Linked DNA regions of Mus musculus: region 1 is linked to region 2. The links are chromatin contacts, called in public HiChIP or PLAC-seq maps. All regions are on one chromosome and are shown on one strand. The core of a region is the stretch at or near the end of the contact, and the rest is flanking DNA. Distances in the headings are between cores, read along the strand shown. Region 1 overlaps Stard9 (START domain containing 9). Region 2 holds the start of Snap23 (synaptosomal-associated protein 23).

Region 1 (7,339 bases), core at 4,694-7,193, 150 kb after region 2:
AGGTCACGTGTGCCACACTGCACACAGTCAGCAAACATTGAGGCATATTGGATAGTCCCCTATGTTTCTTTAGGACTATTGGCATGTCATTGTCAAATCCTAGATATCTCACCATCCCCTCACTGTGTTACTATGTGCTCCTGCCCTGTAGCAGCATTAGCTAGATCTTACCTTTTCCCAGACATTAGTGAGATACATCTAGTATTTTACCTCCTAAGTTTCATACTAGATTTTAAACTGAGACAAATTTTACAGTAGGGGCTGATGAGATGGCTCAGCGGTTAAGAGCACTGACTGCTCTTCCGAAGGTCCTGAGTTCAAATCCCAGCAACCACATGGTGGCTCATAACCATCCATAAAGAGATCTTACACTCTCTTCTGGAGTGTCTGAAGACAGTTACAGTGTACTTACATATAATAAATAAATAAATCTTTAAAAAAGAAAATTAAATTTTACAGTAAGGGAACATAAGATTTTCTAGAGCATTACTTTTTGGTCTTTGGAGAATGCCATCTTGCTCCTTTATTTATTTGTTCCCATTGGCTAATATGAAGCTATTCTTTCATCCTTGGGATGCTGAATCCTTATGCACATGATGTATTTTTAACATTTTTCATATTTTATTTTTTCTACAATTTTTGTTAGCAAATATATATATATGAAATGCTTAATTTGCATACTAACCAGTATTTTCTTGCTTTGGACTTTTAAATTTTTTCTTTAACAATGCTACAATATTGTCTTTGACCCACAAAGTATAAAGAATTTATTTGGTCTGATCTATAAAATAGGCCTCTGATATAATCCCTCTTCCCAATGCTTACCTAGTTTTTGACTCACTATTAATTCATGATTATAGCTGGAAATCATCACCGAGGGCCTTGAACCTCACGATGTCAGTTTGTGGTTGAGGAGCACAGAGAAGTGGGGAGCCTGGGGAACGGGAGACAGATCTTGCTTGATAAGGCCTGTGACAGCTGCAGAGATGGGGCTGGCAAGCATCTTAGTGCCCTTCAGCACTGTGGTTTTTGGAGGAGTGGTGAGGTGAGGGCTGTGCAGGTGAGAGGTAGGAGGTGACAGATGGAACACTGGCTTCAGGAAGCTCAATGCTGAGGAGACATCTTTGTGTTTAAATGCTAATAATATCTAGTGACAAGGGCGAGGTGGGGACAAGTGGAGAGAAGTGATTAGGTAATAGTGCTCCTAAGGGTTACAGGTCTAAGAAACAATTCAAAACTACTGCAGCAGGAGGGATGAGGAAGGAAGGTGGTAGAACTGTTTACTTAGCGTGTGTATATGTATGCACATACCGTGTCACACATTAGGAGGTCGGAAAACAGCATCCAGCCAGGCGTGGTGGCGCACGCCTTTAATCCCAGCTCTCGGGAGGCAGAGGCAGGTGGATTTCTGAATTCGAGGCCAGCCTGGTCTACGGAGTGAGTTCCAGGACAGCCAGGGCTACACAGAGAAACCCTGTCTCGAACCCCATCCCCCCACCCCCAAAAAAGAAAACAGCATCCAGTATTAGTTTTGTACCAGGGACTCTGATTCTCTAGCTTGGTGGCAGGCACCTTTACTTGGTGAATCATCTCACTGGCCCATGTTTTTGTCCTACCAAGGAGGTGGCTGACACAGTGTACTAACCAAGGACAGCAGAGACCCAGAGCTCTGGTCCTAGAGTAGGGCTTCTGGCTCAGTATGGCACCTAGCCAGGGCCAGAGTCTGCTGTTCAGAGCTCATTGCTTCTTCCTTATCTCCCCTTCACTTTGACTTTATTATCTACACTAAACTCCTTGTATCAGTCAGGGTTCTCGAGTCACAGAACTTACGGGCAGTCTCTGTATAGTAAGGAAATCTGTTGATTACTTACAGTTGTAGTTCAACTCCCTTACAATGGTCAGCAGCAGCTTTGAATGGAAGTCTAAGGATCTAGCGGTTGCTCAGTTCCACAAAGAAAACAGGCAAAGAGAGCAAATCTTCCATCTTCCAATGTCCTTATGTAGGTGTGGCTCGGATTAAAGGTGTGTGCCTGGATCTGGGACTTGCTTTGTCCCAGATGACCTTGAACTCAGAGATCTACCTGCCTTAATCTGGGATTCATAGCCACTATGCCTCAAGATCTCATGCCAAGGTCCAGGTCAGATACTTGTATCTCCCAGCCTCCAGATTAGGATCACTGGAGTGCCTCCAATTCTAGATTGTAGTTCATTCTACATATAGTCAAGTTGACAACCAGGAGTAGCCACTACACCCCTCCAGTGATGGTCTCCTTCCTGCTGCCACCATGGTACAGGTGTCTTCTCACATACTGACCCTGGGGTTTACCCATTTTTTAGAGGGCCTGTATAAGTTATTTCTCTGCTGGAGAAATGAGCCAATTTTAGGTTAGGCAGATTAGAGTATATATAAAGGCAGGTTTATTGGGAAACTACTCTTTGGCACACGCTTGCTGAGAAAGAAGAGAGAAGGGTAGGTGGGAGAGACCAAAATGTCTAGACTGACTATATAGGGAAGAACTTCTGAGAGAAGGGCAGCCCAGCCCCTGGGCTTGAAAGTTCAGAGTAGAGGGTAGGGTATGCCAGGTAAGAAGTGAGGGATGCTGGGAGAACCTGGAGGCCAGGTCTGCTTTAGTGTGTAAAATATGTACCTCAGCCCCTTGTCCCAGGTCTGAAACCCAACAGGCCCCATGCCCAGGTACTGGCTATCCTCACTGCTGTGGCCTCTGATCTGCAGTGAAGGTTTTCTAGCTGCTATCTATTGCTGTAACCTCTTGACTTTTAGTTACCGTTCTGTTGCTATGAAGAGAGACACCATGACCAAGGCAACTCTTACAAGAGCAAGCATTTAATTGTGAGGGTTTTCTTACAGTTTCAGGAGCTAAGTCCATTATCATCATGGCAGAGAGCATGGCAGCAGGCCAACATGGTGCTGGAAAAGTAACTGGGAACTATAGTTTGATCTGAAAAGAGTAACACTGGACCTGGCATCAAGCCCATCCCCAGTGGCATACTTCCTGCAACAGGGCCACACCTCCTAATTCTTTCAAATACTGTCACTCCATGGTGACCAGCAGTATCACCCTGGATGAGCCTAAAGGCTTGAAGGCGCTGGGGGCCATACTTATTCAAACCATCATAGTATCCAACATCCTGAAGTGGAATTGCAATTTGGAATAGTGGAAAGCATTCTGGGTCCTGCTCTGAGTATCCTCTGTTCTGCAGGGGGACTCTCAAGTGCCAGATTCCCAAGACACTTGGATAGGGGACTGGCAGGACCAGTCCACAGTGAGGAACAGTTACCTCTATCTGACTGGGTCTTCTTGGAAGAGCTTAGCCCACAGTGAGTATAAAGCTCAGGGAATGATGTCTGCAGGATTTACTGGCCCTGTATCACTGTCCCACCACCCTGGCGTTCAGGTCATTGCAGAACCTTCATCTCTGTTGTAGGCCGCAGAGCCTCGATGGGCAGTGGCTGCTGCTCTGCCTCCAGCCTATCCAGCTTAGGGGCCTGCTTCTCCTTCCCCTACCAGGACTTGGCCAAACACATTGTCAGCACATCAATGGCTGATGTGAGTCTCTGGATCTATTCATTCCTCCCTCCTCCTGTTGCTATAGCTGGACTTACATTGGTTGGGGAGGGAGACAAAAGGAGTTGGGCAGATTAGGGCCACCAAGGCACTGAGGCTTCAGGAACTCTTTGACAAGTGGGCATTTAGTAAATGTTAGCCATACTGATGAACCTAGAGGCCTCGCGTCTACCCTCTGCCCCCAGGTAATGGCTGCTTGTTCGGATAATCTCCACAACCTCTTCATCCGCCAGGCGACAGATGGCTGGAAGTAAGTTATTTTGCCGCCATGCTTTGGTCCTTCTGCATTATTCCCCTCCTCTCTGCTCGGCTCCCTGGCACACCCCATGCTAGCAAATTCTTTTCTGACTGTTTCTTGCCTCTGGTGTCCCCAAGCTATCAGGGTGAGGAGCAAGAGGTACAGCTTTACTACAAGGAATTCTCTTCCACTCGACATGGGTTCTTGGGTGCAAGTGTGGTGTCCCAGCCACTCTCTCAAGTCTGGGCAGCTGTGAGTGATCCCACTTTGTGGCCTCTGTATCACAAGCCCATCCAGACAGCAAGGCTACATCAGCGGGTGACCAACAGCATCAGCCTGGGTGAGTCTAAGGGCTTGAAAGCTTCCAAAGGCCTGGCAGGGAGTCAAGAGGTAGAAGGTCAAAGCAGCACTGTTGGGAACTCTAGACTTCTCAGCAAGACCACTAGGGATCCAGTTATGGAGTAAAGCAGGGGCTTCTTAACACTGAAGAACTAGGATTCAATCTGTCTGTCTTTCTAGTGTACTTGGTGTGCAATACCACACTGTGTGAGCTGAAGCAACTGCGAGATTTCTGCTGTGTCTGCGTGGAAGCCAAAGAGGTGCCCATGTTGGGGTGGTAAAATGTTATGGGATGAACTTAGGCTAAAGTGCTGTGAGGTGCAATTAGTGGGGTGGCTTGAGTGCTGAAGGTATTACCTCTGATCACCCTAACTATACTCAAACCTGTCCGTGTTTTGTCATTACACAGGCAGGACTCACATGTATCTCTGTCCCTAGGGGTGCCTATCAATCATGGCAGCTCAGTCTGTGTATGATGCATCCATGCCAAGACCTAGCAGAAAAATGGTCCGAGGAGAGATCCTGCCCAGTGCTTGGGTCCTGCAGCCTGTCATCATAGAGGGGAAAGAAATAACCAGAGTCATCTCCCTTGTCCAGGTGACACAGCACTACATCGTCTCATGGCACACCTTGGGATATTTCTCTCCAGTTGCATAGAATCCAAGAATCCACAGTTGTCATGCCATTTGGTCAGAGTGGGCTAATAGTAAGGGGAATCAGAGAGGGAGGAATAAGCAAGTTGAGTCTTTGTGAAGCTCCCAGCACCAGAGATTGACCGACTTATATCCTGTGGCGAGCCACAGTGTCCTTAGGAAATAGATGGACTATTGAAGCTGAAAGCAGCAGCAGACCAGAATCCTCACTTACCTTCTTGTATGGCTCTCCATTCTCAGGCCAACTCCAACTTCATCACCGGGAGGGGAAAGCTAGTACTCAGATCTAAATGCTCAGGCTGCTCCAGGCTTGTTTGTATCTTCAGTTCTTCCTTCTGCTTTCAGGTGGAGCTGGGTGCACCAGGCTTCCCTCCCCATCTTCTCAACTCCTGTATCAAACAGCAGCCATTGGTTGTGGCCAAGCTGGCATCTTTCCTTCGTAGTTAGCATTGGGCCACGGAGACAGCAATGCTGAGATGTAGGCCCAGGACAACTGAGACTCTACAGCTGCTTCTAGACCCTGAGGCAAGAAGAGTCCAGGCTGCCTGCTATACAGATGGTATAGCCAACTATACAGATGGCACCAGCCCAGGGTTGCCAGTAAAACCAGTACTTAGTTACCTCTGAAGAGTGAACAACCTGAAGCTCCTGTCCAAAGCATGAAATCAACTCACCCTCAGGATTTCTCACCGTCATTTCCTGCCTCTGGGACTCAATGGCACACCACGTGTTCAAAGACTAGAAGAAGCACGGTCTGGAGAGCTGGAGACTACAGTGCTTTGGCAAGGTGCCTCCTTTGCAGGCAGGCACTGGCCAAGGGTGCTCTGGATCTGCCTCCAAAATTTAGCTCCATTGTGTGATGGAGTGGCAGAAAGGACCAAAGCATATAGTTTAAAGAGTCATCTATCTGTACCAACCAGATTCTGACTCCGAATTCTCTCTCATTGAACATTTACAAACATTTTCTCTTCACATTACTCTCCCCACTCTGTGTGTCACTGTGTAGGCAGTACAGTGGGAGACAACTGAAGAAACAGACAGGGTGTGGGGCCTGAAGACCAATAGGTAGGGACAGCCACATGCTGCTTGCAAACAAGGTAAGAGGGATTTCAAGTCTTAGAGAGGATTAAGTTTAGCACAGGCCTTGACCTTGTACTAACATACCTCAGGTTCCCAAATGCTGGGATTATAGACCTCCCACACCCAGTACCTACTTCTTTGTATATTAGTAGGGTGTTGTGGCACATAGCTCTGGTAGTAGAAGCAGGAAGACCAGAAGATCATCCACAGATGGCCAGCCTGACACATTAGACCCTGTCTTAATGTCTTAAGCTCAGTACTTTGAAAGATGCTCAATAGTTATTTTTGTTACTTAACTGTTTTAATATGATAGAAAAAGGGTGGTTTTTTGTTTTGTTGTTGTTGTTTTGTTTGTTTGTTTTTTGTTTTTGTTTTGGATCTTGGCCTGGTTGAACACTCTGAAGATTTTCCATGTTGATTCAGAAATGGTAGGGATAAGAAATTCCCTTTTTTCCTGTCACTCCAAATCTTTGATGGAAGAAGGTTCTTTTAGGATTTAAGACTGGTTAAAGAGTAAATTTCTTTAGATTTTCTATTCTTTTCTATTGCAAATTGAATGTTTTAAAATTTGCTTTGGATTTATCTTTATGGTAGTTTTTGGCAATATTTGATAATGCAGTGTTACACATATGCCTACCAATTTCCTCCCTGCCCCCTTCCTTTTTGTGTGTTTTTTGAGTCAGGATCTCACTCTGTAGCTTTCCAAGTCCTACACTAAGGCCAGGAGCTACCATGCCCAGTTTCTACCTCTTTTCATTAAGTGCTTTACTGAGACTATTAGCCAAAAAAAAAAAAAAAAAAAAAAAGTCAAAATATTACTCGTAAAAAATAAAAAAGCCAGGTAGTGGTGGGGCACACACACATTTAATCGGCACTCAGGAGGCAGAGGCAGGCAGATTTCTAAGTTTGAGGCCAACCAGGTCTACACAGTGAGTTCCTAGGTAGCCAGGGCAACACGGAGAAACCTGTCTCGAAAAACAGTAAACAAATAGAATGTGCCATTGAAGGTGATAATGGCAGTGTTTACAGTTCAGGGTTGAGATTCTACATTCATCGGCTAGTGTATGAGCTCAGCTACTGTAGGAATCTGACAGCACAGGGTGAACGGCCCCTCCTGAGACCCGAGTCAGCAATCTGAAGCACACAGTCAACTCTCTAGAGCTTCATCTTCCACATCTGTACATTTAACCATAGATCAAAAGATATTCAAGCAAAGTTTCTTGTCATAATTATTTACATATAGTTACATTAATTAAATCATTTCTGGATAACATATTAAAGGATACAGAAGGGGAAAAAAGGAAAACCCAAGAATGTGTATAAAAGGATAAATGTAGTTATAACACTATGCCATTATATATTAAGATGGTTGACCACCATGCATTTCCATATTTGTGGGCCTGCACTGATCCTAGAGAGTATAGGTATCACCGAGGCTGGGT
Region 2 (7,420 bases), core at 4,503-7,002:
CAAACTATGTAGAGATCTCATCTTGGGTTTAAGAGCCAAGGCACTCAATGTTCCCTGCTTTTCTCAGAGACCAGCCTTGAATTTGTTCTAATCTGGATGTACAGTAAGGACATGGTTTTTCTGTTTAAAACACCTTCCTTGTGTCAAAGCCACTGGTTCTGCACCAGACTGATGAAATCCCTTCACACCTTTTCTTTCCTGACTGTTGAAGCTCTCTTCAAAAATCCATCTTGACCCTCTCTCCAGTTAAAATCTACGATGGGCTGTACGAAATTCCAGCACTGTGATTGAACTCAGGATCAAGTTTGAGGCCAGTCTGGGCTACATAAGCCAGATTCTCTCCAAAACTATGAATCAAAATAAACTCTACTATTTTCTGTATCTAGTAGTTCAGTCCGATCTCGAAGGAGTGCTTAGAATGTCTAATTTGGGGCTAGAGAGAGGCTTAGTGGTTAAGATCACCGACTGCTCTTCCGAAGGTCCTGAGTTCAAATCCCAGCAACCACATGGTGGCTCACAACCATCCGGAATGAGATCTGACGCCCTCTTCTGGTGCATCTGAGGACAGCTACTGTGTACTTAGATATAATAACAAATAAGTCTTTAAAAAAAAAAAAAAAAAGCCGGGCATGGTGACACACGCCTTTAATCCCAGCACTTGGGAGGCAGAGGCAGGCGGATTTCTGAGTTCGAGGCCAGCCTGGTCCACAAAGTGAGTTCCAGGACAGCCAGAGCTATACAGAGAAACCCTGTCTCAAAAAACAAAAATAAAAACAAAAACAAAAAAAGAATGTCTAATTGGGTGTATCAGAAAGAGATGAGCGTAGCCATCACCGGAGATGAAGTTCACTAACTCCACAACGTGAAAACTTCAACAAATCACTCTCAGTATCTCAGTACCTCATGTAAAAAGTACTACCCAAAAACATCTACTACAACAGCTTGTTAAATTCCCAAGACACACCTGAATGTACTTATCACACGCAAAGCAGATACTAAGTAACTCGTAGATGAATCTGATCATTCATTCTTTCGTTTTTTGGCGTTACACTTTTAAGATTCCCCCCTGTAGTTTTAGAACAGGATTTGGCTCTTAATCAGTCTGTGATTGGAATCACTTTAATATAAACCGATATGGTGGCTAGAACTGTAATCTGCTTCCAAGTTGGGGTAAAAAAACACACACACACACACAACACTGAAATCTGGAACTTCCCCAAAAAGATAGTTTACGTTACTTTCAAAGATGACTATACCTAACAGACTGAAACGGGAGGCGGTGCAATAATCTCCTCTCCACACTACGCACCAAAATCGTACTAAATATTAAATGGACACATACCGTTCCACTAGTTGCTACTACATTGCTAAGACGCATCCCACAAGTAGAGTCCTCAAAAGCAGGAAAAAGAGGCGACACTGTTAGTCTCGGAAGGCTAGAGATGGCCCTGGCCTGAAACCTACAGCTTTTAAACTAAGGCTGAGATTCCTCCTAGACTAGACCCCATGCCGACAGAGGTCAGGGCCTGCCCCAAAGGTCAAAAACCTGGAGCCACGCGTCCAGTCTGGGTTGCGAACAGAATCGGATTGCCCTTGCTGGAATCTGTGCCCAGAAGCCAGACGCACCGCTCGCCAATAAACCCTAAACCCACACAGGTCAGAAGGGGCATCGTAGCGTGGTCGCATGCAGGCGCAGCTCCACCACCTGTCCAGGGGGCAGACCCTCGGGCTCCGATACGCCCAACCAGGCCGCATCCTCCTTACTCACACTCACAGCCCGACCTTCCTACGCCATCTGGCCGCCGAGGACCCGGCGAGGGAGCTCCCAGACGCCCCCTTAGCCTCCGGTCCGGCGGCGGCCCGGGACCCGCTCCCCGCCGGGCACTGACGCCGCCGCCGCCGCCGCTACTACCACCATCGCGCAAGCGCGCAGGCGCACGCAACTCAGCACGCTCCCTCTCCCCTCCCACTCCATCCGCCCTTTTCAACCATCTAGCTTTATTTGAACATAAGAAGTGAACAACGGACACCAGACAAGTGGCCTTACTCAAAAAGGATGAAGAGCCCAGATAGGTCTTTTGCACAAACCAATTGGCTGCACCTTCTTTTTCTTGGTTTGTTTGTTTGTTTGTTTGTTTTCCCCATTTTCCAAGCTCTTTCTGGACTTCCCCTACTTTCTAAGCCCTCCACCATAAGCTGTGGCAGTGTCTTGACTACATTTCAAAACTATTCCTTCCTTGTGAAACTTTGGAACAGATAGATTCCAAGTTAGGCATGGTAGCTCACCTCTGCTTCTGGAGGTTGAGAGCAGAGTGTAACGGGAGTTCAAGGCTAGGCAAAGCTGTTACATAGTTCCTGGGCTACAATGTGATACTGTTTCAACAAAGGACAGAACTCAATTTAAATCTTAGCCTAGCCAGGCAGTGATGGCGCACACCTTTAACCCCAGCACTTGGGAGGCAGAGGCAGGCAGATTTCTGAGTTCTAGGCCAGCCTGGTCTACAGAATGAGTTCCAGGACAGCCAGGGCTACACAGAGAAACCCTTTGTCGAAAAACCTAAATAAATAAATAAATACGTTAAAGCCTCAAATCAAAATAAACAGCTACCTTCATTTATGTGTAAATCCAGATTCCTTCTAAAGGTTTAGGGAATTCTTCCAATTGTGTATTTGTGACATCACAAGTCCTTAAAGCATTTAAGGTCTGCTAGGCTGCTTTTTCTACTTCCCCTTTAAGGGAGATTACATACAGAAGTGCTTTGCTCTAAGTTCAGAGACATAGTTCAAGAAATGCCAATATAAGTGAGGACCAAAATAACCATAGACCAGGATTTCACAACATTGACAGGTTTTTGTTTTTGTTTTTGCTTTGCTTTGCTTTGTTTTGTTTGTTTGTTTGTTTGTTTGTTTGTTTTTCGAGACAGGGTTTCTCTGTGTAGCCCTGGCTATCCTGGATCTCACTTTGTAGACCAGGCTGGCCTTGAACTCAGAAATCCGCCTTCCTCTGCCTCCCAAGTGCTGGGATTAAAGGCACGCGCCACCATGCCAGGCAACATTTACAGTTTGAAGCAGATAACTGTTACCAGTTGCTGTCTAGTGCATTCTAAGATAATGTTCCCCCAACTCTCTAGACCCTGCCCAGTGTCCCCCTGGAGGGCAAAAAATGTCCCTAATTGAGAACTACAGTATTACATCCATAATTATCCCAATCCTTTTTTTTTCTTTCCATTTTTTATTAGGTATTTAGCTCATTTACATTTCCAATGCTATACCAAAAGTCCCCCATACCCACCCACCCCCATTCCCCTACCCGCCCACTCCCCCTTTTTGGCCCTGGCGTTCCCCTGTTCTGGGGCATATAAAGTTTGTGTGTCCAATGGGCCTCTCTTTCCAGTGATGGCCGACTAGGCCATCTTTTGATACATATGCAATTATCCCAATCCTAACTGTATTCAGCCATATATTTTCTCTCTCCCTGCCCTCAAGAAATGATTTAAGAAAGACTAACAAAACAAACTTCTGAGTTCATTGCTACAGGCCTTAATAGTGCTTATCTCTGTCTATCACATTCTACAACACCCCAACGCTTCTCAATTTCCTTAAAGTTGCAGCCACTTTTCTAATCAGCAAAGGGTCCGTTTCTGACTTCCCAGAAAAGTTAACTTCCTGTTTCTAAACATACAGGCTTACAAATAAATTTTGTCATTATCATTGAGAATACTCCTCCTTCCCCCAACTCTGTGAGGGTTAGTCTCTCTTCCATGAATGTTCCTTTCTGCTTAGTGTCTTGGGTTTTATATATATGTATATCTATGTATTTGTGTGTGTGTGTATGGCAACATGCTTCACCCAGTGCTCATATAGAGAAGTCAGAGGACCTGCAACTATATGGAATCAAAATTAGGGATCAAAATCAACGAGGCCCTTAGGCTTGAGAACTAGTGCTTTATTTGCTGAGCCTTCTTGGCAGCCTCAGCCCTCTCGGCTTTATTGTTTGAGGCAGGGTCTCTGGTTGCTAATGTTAACCTCAACATCACTATATTGTCATAGTCGGTGATGATTTTGTATTTCTAATCTGCCTCTCCACCTCCTGATGCTGAGATTATGGGTTTTAACCACTATCTAAACCTCCTATCAGTATTGATTTTTTTTATTATATTTTATTTGTATGGGTATTTAGCCTGCATGATTGTCTGTGTACCATCCTTGTATATGTGCCTGTGGAAGCCAGAGGAAGGTTTGGATCCCCTGGAACTGGAATTACAGATAGTCGTGAGCTACCTACCAGGTGGGTGTTGGAAACTGAGTTTATGTCCTGTGGAAGAACAGCTACCTTTCCAGCCCATAATTTTATTTATTTACTTTTGAGACAAAGAATTACTTTGTAAACTGGGCTGGCTTCAAACTCACAAAGATCCCCTTTGGTGCCAGGATTGTCGGTGTACACCACCAACTCTCATCTGAGGTTTGACTACTGAAGCTCTAACCCAATCACGATCTTTACTCAACCTCACCCTTGATTTTTTTTTTAATTCAACTGTTTCTCTCATCTGGGTTTTTTTTTTTCCTCCTGTCTTCATCCTAACAAAATAAAAACGAATAAGATACATTATTCTTCCTTTTCCTCTGACAAAAGCCAAAGTTTCCAAAAGCATTTTATAATGTCCCCATGTCTCTCTCTTCTCCAAACTATTGCAATGTCTGTCAACTATCACCAATCCCTTGGTATTAAATTCAAATGATATTTCTCAGACTTCTTCTATCTCTTAAGAAGAGGCTATTTCTATGAAATAGTTTTTATTCCCTATATTGCCAGCTTTTTATTTATTTATATATATTTTTATTTATATATTATTTATTTGTTTTGCTTTACTCTTAGAGATGCTTGGAAGAATTTTTGGGGCAAGTTGTTTAAAATCCTTCAGTAACTCAATGGGTATAAAACGAATCCTAGGTTTATTATTCCAAATTTTACAAGACCTTTAAAGATCTAGCTTGATCCTCAGCCCTGATGGCGGTGGTCTCGGGGCTAAAAGGGCTCTTCCATTCTCCCCCCCAACCCAGTGATAGACTGTACTCTGAAATAGGATCTCACTAAGTTATCAGTTTGGCTTTACATTCCAGAGGTCAAGTGATCCTCCAGCCTCAGTTTCTGATAGCCTGAGGATTACACAATGTGAGCTACCACGTCTTCACATTTTCTTTTGTCTCAGAAAGCGAACTCTTAAACTTCTAACAAGAAACTTCCAGAAGGCGCTGCGTTGTTGTTGTTGTTCCCACTGCCTGGAAAACTCTTTATCTCGTAGACTTCCGAAGTACTCCTACTTATCATATCCTTCGTGACTTTAAGAGTAACTTCCTGTGTCAATCCTTCAGACATTCCTCAAAATAAATGTTTTGTTCATTGTTGGCCAAAGCTGCTTCGGAATTCCTGTGACCGTATTCTGTTAACTGAAAGGTATTTACGCATCTATTTCCCTGGTTTAAACGGGCCAAAACACCCTGTAGACTTTGGCAGTCGCGAGTTTTTCCTAGTCTTTCAAACACTAAAGCGTCCCGTGCAAGGCTGCCTTCAGGGATGATAGTTGGAAGAACTCCTCCCGGGGAGAATCTGTAGGGTTAACGGGTGACTTCCCAGGATCTCCGCCTGCGTGGCAGGAGATTTAACACCCTCTCCGCGGCGATTGGCTCCAGTGGTAGAGGTGTGTCTGCCCCGCGGCGCCCTGCGACTGCGCAGGCGCACAAGTCCTCCGGGCGCATGCGCGCGAGGGAGCGCGCACCCTGTCCGATCTTCTAGAGTCCGAGAACTGTGGAGGCTGGAGAGGAGTGGCCGGAGCCGCCGGGTGAGGCTTCTGGAAAGTAGCTGAGGGAACTAGTCAGCGGGACAGGTAGGATGATATCCCAAGGAGAAAAAGGGTGGTGGTGGTGGTGGTCCAACGTTTTGGGGGTCGGACTTGAGGGGAGAAGAGAGCTCCGGCCAGTCCTTGGTGGATTGGGCCGAGAAGGAGATCGCCAGGCGTTGGCGACCAGCGCGAGCCCTCGCAGGAAGGGAGGCGCTATGGTGGTGCCCTGGACTTGGGTGGTTCGGCTCCTCGTCCCTCACCTTCAGCCTCACGATGTTTCTCGTTAGTATTAACAGACTGTCTGGCTGGTGGCCCTAATGAACACATAGTTCTGAAATGGTTGTTAGAAGAATGACCCCGAGGGTCCTGGCGTTGCAGGCTCCACTGTCTAGGAAATTCCCTGCTTATCTTGAGGCTTCCCCGTGGGAAAGCGCCAAGAATATGGTCAGTCAAAAGATGATTTTTTTTTTCCTCAATTCGGTTTGTGTGTGAGGAAAGTATTTTAAAGTACTGTTACACTTCTTTCCTTCGTCCTTAATCATTAGTCACTGCACTATTTGGAAAAGCAAACTGGCGGTAGAGGAAGCGAAAAACAACCGAGTTGAGGAAAAAGATCTTTCCTTTTTGCTGTTTGTCATTTGGGTAGGTTTGGGCTGGGGGCACGGATGGGATTGCAGAAGAGTTTAGAAACTGGCAGCTTTTGACAAGTGTTCTCAGAAAATAGTATAGTTTCTTACTTGAAGAAAATAAGTATCTTACTTGTGAAAATAGTATAGTTTCTTACTTGAAGATATTTTTTAAGGATCGAAATAACTTCATTTGCCCTGCTGCCTTTTAAGAGGGTTTTGAGATATCCTGGTAAAATGCTAGTAGTTCAGTCATAGCAAGGTAAAATAGATCCTTCTCACGTTCTTCTTTTTCTTGGAAAATACTATGCATAAATTCTGTGAGGCCCTGGGCAGTAGTGGTGCACACCTTTAGTCCCAGTACTTAGGAGACAGAGGCAGATGGATATCTGTGAGTTCGAGGTCAGTTTGGTCCAATGAGGCATTACTTGTTAAAGCATTTTTTTTTTAAAAGACATGATCTCACTATGTAGCTCAGGCTGGCCTGGAATTCAGAGATCTGCTTGCCTCAGTCTCTCAAGTGCTGAAATTAAAGGCATGCACACACACACACACACACACACACACACACACACACACACACACACACACACAAAGCTTAAGTCCTTTGAAGTTCAAATTTGTGAAAGCTGTTTCATGACAAAGTAAGAAAAGTTAGTATTTCTGTTACTGGCAAAGTTGATGCCCAAGGAATTCCCTGAGCACTTGTTATTTGTTCTTTTGGTGAGAGGTTATGCGAAAGAATACATTCAAGTAGATAATAGCAAATTGGAAACACTTTCTTACCATGCTTCTGGGACAGGCCATATTAAAGTAAGTTAAATGATTAAACTTTGCCTGTACCTTAAATAATTATCATTCTTAGCAGGACTTCTTGTTTCATTTTGCTTTTTAGGTGGCTTCTTGTTGGGGGTGGGGTCTCCTTTCTACATTGTAGCAACCATAAAACCA

What was found. HiChIP or PLAC-seq counts read pairs in DNA pulled down with a chosen protein or histone mark.
Region 1: an H3K4me3 HiChIP or PLAC-seq map of the SCID.adh cell line shows a contact between it and region 2, with 11 read pairs. The contact joins the enhancer-like site here to the promoter of Snap23 in region 2. A contact is called at or near these places in 12 of 39 promoter capture datasets (the 3T3-L1 cell line, the C10 cell line, the HPC-7 cell line and 8 more), 2 of 484 Hi-C or Micro-C datasets (muscle stem cells and nephron progenitors), 5 of 115 datasets of contacts at active chromatin or transcription factors (the SCID.adh cell line, bone marrow-derived macrophages, embryonic stem cells and 2 more) and 3 of 9 other capture datasets (adipose tissue, liver and pancreatic islet).

What each region holds. Positions count from the first base shown.
Region 1 is chr2:120,709,403-120,716,741 of GRCm38.p6, forward strand. It overlaps Stard9 (START domain containing 9), which reads left to right. Exons shown (of 33, transcript NM_001370940.1): 27 at 3,223-3,340; 28 at 3,448-3,569; 29 at 3,773-3,837; 30 at 3,963-4,165; 31 at 4,345-4,424; 32 at 4,603-4,761; 33 at 5,163-6,479. The coding sequence ends at 5,264. Cdan1 (congenital dyserythropoietic anemia, type I (human)) reads right to left here. Exons shown (of 28, transcript NM_026891.2): 28 at 6,752-7,339. Among named protein-coding and RNA genes, the nearest start is that of Cdan1, 18 kb to the right of the region's middle. Within about 2 kb of position 5,944, at least 4 of the 459 cell types and tissues checked have an H3K27ac peak or open chromatin away from gene starts, as enhancers often do. A contact at or near this core is called in the SCID.adh cell line, where this site is marked.
Region 2 is chr2:120,561,919-120,569,338 of GRCm38.p6, forward strand. Snap23 (synaptosomal-associated protein 23) reads left to right here and starts at 5,753. Exons shown (of 8, transcript NM_009222.3): 1 at 5,753-5,888. It overlaps Zfp106 (zinc finger protein 106), which reads right to left and starts at 1,941. Exons shown (of 22, transcript NM_011743.3): 1 at 1,769-1,941.